Regions from separate parts of the Sus scrofa genome. Here region 1 is linked to region 2. The links are chromatin contacts, called in public HiChIP or PLAC-seq maps. All regions are on one chromosome and are shown on one strand. Each heading gives the region's core, a stretch centred on a gene start, on an enhancer-like site or on the middle of the called end of the contact. The rest is flanking DNA. Distances are from core to core; before and after follow the strand shown.

The links. HiChIP or PLAC-seq counts read pairs in DNA pulled down with a chosen protein or histone mark.
Region 1: a contact with region 2 is called in an H3K27ac HiChIP or PLAC-seq map of alveolar macrophages. The contact joins two enhancer-like sites. A contact is called at or near these places in 3 of 47 Hi-C or Micro-C datasets (embryonic fibroblasts, epiblast stem cells and undifferentiated spermatogonia) and 1 of 2 datasets of contacts at active chromatin or transcription factors (alveolar macrophages).

What each region holds. Positions count from the first base shown.
Region 1 is chr17:36,253,370-36,256,069 of Sscrofa11.1, reverse strand. No RefSeq gene overlaps it. Among named protein-coding and RNA genes, the nearest start is that of NOL4L, 54 kb to the right of the region's middle. Within about 2 kb of position 1,444, at least 5 of the 83 cell types and tissues checked have an H3K27ac peak or open chromatin away from gene starts, as enhancers often do. A contact at or near this core is called in alveolar macrophages, where this site is marked.
Region 2 is chr17:36,075,330-36,078,029 of Sscrofa11.1, reverse strand. It overlaps NOL4L (nucleolar protein 4-like), which reads left to right. Exons shown (of 11, transcript XM_021077429.1): 11 at 2,638-2,700. Among named protein-coding and RNA genes, the nearest start is that of ASXL1, 91 kb to the right of the region's middle. Within about 2 kb of position 1,294, at least 12 of the 83 cell types and tissues checked have an H3K27ac peak or open chromatin away from gene starts, as enhancers often do. A contact at or near this core is called in alveolar macrophages, where this site is marked.

The DNA of each region.
Region 1 (2,700 bases), core at 195-2,694, 180 kb before region 2:
TGCGCCAGGCCAGGGATCAAACCCACATCCCTGCAGCTGCAGAGCCACTGTCGATCCCACTGCACTACAGCAGGAACTCCTCTAGCCTTTATTTTAATTTTCAGATGTTTAAATTTTTGTCTTTTTTAGGGCCGCACCTGTGGCGTATGTAAGTTCCTGGGCTAAGGGTCGACTCAGAGCTGCAGCTGCAAATCTGTGCCACAGCCACCGCAACAGTGGATCTGAGCTGCATCCATGACCCACACCGCAGTTTGCGGCAACGCCAGATCCTTAACCTACTGAGCGAGGCCAGGGATTGAACTTGCATCCTTATGTATATTAGTCGGGTTCTTAACCCTCTGAGCCACAACAGAAGCTTCCCTCACCTTTATTTTGAAGCTAAGACTTGGAGTTCTCTTATGGCACAGTGGGCTATGGATCTGGTGTTTTCGCTGTAGTGGCATGGGTTCAATCCCTGGCCAGGGGACTTCCACATGCTGTGGGTGTGGCCAAAAATTTTTTAAAAAGCTAAGACTTTAATCCTTATTTTCCCTGTCTTAACACATTTAATCTTGACAACCACTTTATAAAGTAAGCGCTGTCATCAGCTCCATTTTCCAAAGGGTAAACCAAGGCACAGAGAGACAAGTCCTAGCCCAAGGTTCATATCTAGTAAGTGGTGCTGCTGGGATTTGAACCCAGGTTGCTGAGTGAAGGGCTACTGTCATGGCCACTGCACGGTCCACCTTCGCTCTGGGGTCTCCGGAAGCTGCCCACTCAGCAGCCGTGCACTGAAGCTCCTGTCTGAGGGCGAAGCTTCTTGCAAGTGGCTGGTCTCAGGAGCTCTCAGGGGAGCCTGTGGCTTCTATTTCCCAGATGGCCAGGGTGGCCTTCTTCTAGCTCTGAGTCGGGCCCGGGGATGTGCCGTGGGTGCCCTACTGCCCCCAGCTGCGCCGCCAGCAGCCTGGCCCCACCGGAGGCCACGTTAAGACCATGTTATGCTCTCATTTCATCTCACCCTGTTTAGCACCATCCGTAGAGAGCGCCCCGGAGGGGAACCCAGGCTCAGAGAGGGGAAGTAACTTGCCCAGACACACAACCAGGAGACAGTGAGCCTGGGGTTGGAGCCAGGTCATTGGACTCCAGAGCTAGATGTTCAAGACACGAGTTCCCTTGGTAACAAAACAGTGGGCTCCCATGGCCAGGGCAGCGGAGCCACCGTGGGCCACACCCCATCAGGCCCCACTCTCCTCTGCCCAGCGGCCACGCCTGCAGACCCATTCAGCCCCCACGCTGGACAGATATGATCTCGGGTTCCCTGATAATCTCCCTGGGCCTCCCCTTCCCAGCCGCACATGGCCCAACAGTCAGTAGCCTAAAAACAGGCAGATAGGTCACCAGCACTGAGCGCCTCCGTGAGAAGCAGTTGCCATGGTGGCCGCTTGGCCGCGTGGAGCTTTATCTCCACCTCCTGGAGCAGGGCCCCTGGAGCTTCCTCCTTCTGGGGTGCAGACTTTTCACTCTGAGTGGTTTGTTTCTTCCCCTTTAGCTCACTGGTTCCTGGAGATAGAGTTGTTCATCTGTCTGTCCATCTGCGGACTGGGCACCTCTTGTGGGCTGGGCCCCCGCCAGGCTCACTTCTGCAGGCAGCTTGCTGGCCCTCACCTGCCCCAAGGGTGGCCAGGACCTCAGGTGCTTCCAGATCACCTTGGAAGCAAGGGTGCACGCCTGCGAGTGCAGGATCTGTTGGTAGAACAGGACCTGGGTTCAAATCCTACTGCCAATAATTTAATAATAAAGACACAACCCAATTTTTTTTTCTTGTCTGTGCCCTTGGCACAAAGATGTTTCTGGGCCAGGGACTGAAGCCACAGCACAGCAGCAGCCCAAGCGCTGCAGTGACAACGCCAGATCCTTAACCCGCTGCACCACAAGAGAACGCCACGTCTCATTTTTCTTTCTTTCTTTTTTTTTTTTAGGGCCACACCTGTGGCATATGGAAGTTCCCAGGCTAGGGATCAAATCAAAGCTGCAGCTGCCAGCCTATACCACAGCCACAGCAATGCCAGACCCGAGCTGGATCTGCAACCTGTGCGGCAGCTTTCGGCAGTGCCAGATCCTTAACTCACTGAGTGAGGCCAACATCCTCGTGGATACTAGTCGAGTTCTTAACTCCCTGAGTCACAACGGAAATTCCCACGCCCCCCCCCCCCACTTTTTTTTAATGGGCAAAGGACATAGACTTTCTGCAAGGAAGATAAATGGCCAACAAGCAGATGAAAGACGCTTCATGAACATCACCAGCCATCAGGGACAGGCACGTGCAACCCAAACCACACGAGCGACCTTGTCACACCCGCTACGGTGGCTAGAATCCGAAAGACAGAGAATAACACAGGTTGGTGAGAATGTGGAGACACCATGCCCTTCTCTGCCGTTGGCGGGAATGTTAGCGGTGCAGTCATGTTAGAAAAACGCCTGGCAGTTCCTCCAAAGGTTAAACAGAATTACCCCATGACCCGGCAATCCCACTCCCAGCTCTCTACCCCAGAGAAGTGAAACGGTGTGTCCACACCCAAAACTTACACAAACATCACTAGCATTATTTGTAATAGCCAAAAGGTAGAAAGAGCCTAAGTGCTTTTCGACTGAGGAACTAATAAACATAAGATGGAATATGACTTGACCGTGAAAAGGAATGACATAATGAGACACGCTACA
Region 2 (2,700 bases), core at 45-2,544:
TGTTAGCTCTTGGCTGAATGTGCCTGAGAATTCCTGAAGCCCCCAGTCTGTGGCTGCAGGAGACCCTCCCTGTTCCTGGGCCGCGAGGAAAGGGGCCAATCCCTCCCTACCCCTGGCAGAAAGCCCGGGCACCCTCCACTCACCTTGCCCCCCCGCCCCCCAGGAAGTATGTGTGGGTCCCTGGAAGATTCCTGCCTGGGCTTAAGTTCTCATCCCTTCCTAATGCCTCTTAACCTAAAATAAGAGGCTGCCTGGCCCTAATCCCCGAGGCTGAGGCCAAAGTGGCCGGCTGCAGCAAGGGACAGAATGGCTTCCTGCTTTCTGTCCAGGAAGAAGCCCCGTCTGACAGCCCTGCTGAGTGAGGGCCCTGTTAGAGTGTGTCTGGAGACAGGTGCCAGGGCAGGGAAGTTAGAGCCCCCGTTGTGCATGGGGAGAGTCCTTCCCAGGTGGCGGGCCATGATGATAAGCCCCCACTGGTGCCACACAGCAGGGCCTGTCTCACGCCACAGCTGTCAGGGCTGCCCCATTGGCCTCCCTTGAGGGCCGGGCCTGCTACCCTCCTCACCCTGTTCACACACTGGCCAGAGAGGCTTCAAGGAAGGCACTAGCTCTGCCACTGTACCTTGGTCTCCCTGGCTTCTCAGAGCCAGGAAGGTGGTGAGGTCACGGAGGCAGAGATCCTCCCACTGACCTCCTTATCTGGGCAGCACATGTCCTGTGAGCACCGGGTTTGAATCCTGCAGTTGGAAGAACTCCACAGGCAGTCCCAGTCTCACTGCCCTCCCAGTGGCAGCCCTTTAACCAGGGTATGGGCATTTCTCCTGTGCTGAAGCATTGTCACTGCATCAGCTTGGGTCACTGCTGCAACATGAGTTTTTTTGGGCGTGGCGAAAAAAGAAAGAAAAACAGGATGCTTAAACAAGGGTTTGATCAGTTTGGCACCTTGGCTGGGCAGTGGTATTAGCGGGTCAGAGCTCCTCACTTTGCTCACGCTTGGATCTGAAAATGCACATCAGCCCAGAGAGACTGTCCTGCCTGGGTGCTGGGCAGCTCTGCCCACTCCTGCCCCTCTAGTAATCACCCGGCCACCTGAGTGTCTGCCTCGAACCAGAGCCCGACAGGGAGAGTCAGAGGGACAGCTCTGAGCCCAGGACTGAAGAGGACAAGGCTTGGGGGAGGCAGGAGGATAGAGAGGAAGCCCAAGCCAGCTCACACCAGCTGTAGCAGGTGACTCTAGCCTTCCTCTGCCATCCCCAGGCAGTGTCCAGAGGGGATCAAACCTGGCAGCAGCCAGGAGCCAGCACGCGCAAGTCCAGGGATGTTCCTTAGCAAGCCAGTTCCTGGGGCCTCCCATTTGACATTCATGTTCTCTTGTCAAAGAGGAAGTTAATCCCATGTGACAAGCTGTCCCATCTTAGATTCCAACTTCCTTCCCCATTTGGGGTCCGCACCAGCTTCTTTTTGGCAACAGTCGAGTTTCTGTAATTTCTTCCAAGGTTTTAACTTCCGGTCTAGATGTCTCTAGTGACAAGCGCTTGTCCATCGCTGTAGCACCATAAAAACTGCTACTGTAGATGCAATAATGAGTGAAACCAGCTGTCAGAACTAATGGGGTATCAGGGAGATGGCTGGTAACTGAGTACAGCCTCACACACCCAAGTAAGATAACTTCTGCTTGGGGAGGGGGGTGCGGGCATAGGGAGAGTGACTCGGAGAAGGCTCCCCAAGGAGGTCCCACACCGCCAGATCCCTTCCTTTGGCTGTTTGCTTGCTGAACACCTCGAAAGAATTGAACACAGAATTGAACAAAGAATTGAATTAAATTGAATTTAAATTCTAGGAGCTTCCATGCTTCCTGGAAGCCCTTTGCCAGTGCTGAGGGTCTCACTGGCATGGCTCGCCCCACCACAGCCTCACTGTGCTGCAGCTGAGGGCTGGGGCCTGGGGTAGTTAAGAATCTCCTGTGGAGCAGACCACCAGGCCAGGCTTGCCCGATGGCAAGAGCTGTTTGGGAAAGGTGGAGAGGAGACAGGACCTGGTGGCCCCACCACATAGCCCAGTACGTTTCAGTAAGCCTTGAGGCTCTCTCTTTGCTGGTACGTTCCAGGGCAAAGGGGAGGTGGCTGCTCTGGGTCCTGTCCCCACACGGCGACCCTCACACGGCCAGCCCACACTCTCCCGCCCTCGCAGCATCGCCCGTCCACCTCATTTGGACGCAGAAGAACTCATCAAAGTCAAGGGAGTTTGAGGTGTTGCAGCCCATCGGGAAAGGGCTTAGCCCTCCCAGCACCTTCCTGAGCCTGCTCCTCCAGCCCCTTTCCCTTGAGGCACAGTCCAGCCCTGCCTCTCTCCACACAGTGCCAGCAGTATCTTAGAGCCACACATGCACGTGCACAGTGCCATCTCCAGCCAACTGCTGCCCCTTCAGGCGCCAGCTGCCTCCCCAGTCACACATGATGATAAGGTCCCCTTCCTGGCAGGATCACCCTGGGGGCTCACAGGGAACAAACACCATGTTTCACCTGCAGGCCCCCTTCTAGGCCCTGGGGGTATAACCAGCGAGCCAGACGAGGATAGCATCAGGAGGCCGCGCCCGGTGTCTGCCGCCCTGCTCACCCTGGCTTTCCCTCTCCGCAGGGCCCACAGACCTCAGCATGAAAGGCGGGGCCTCCACCACGTCCACGGCGCCCACGCCCACGC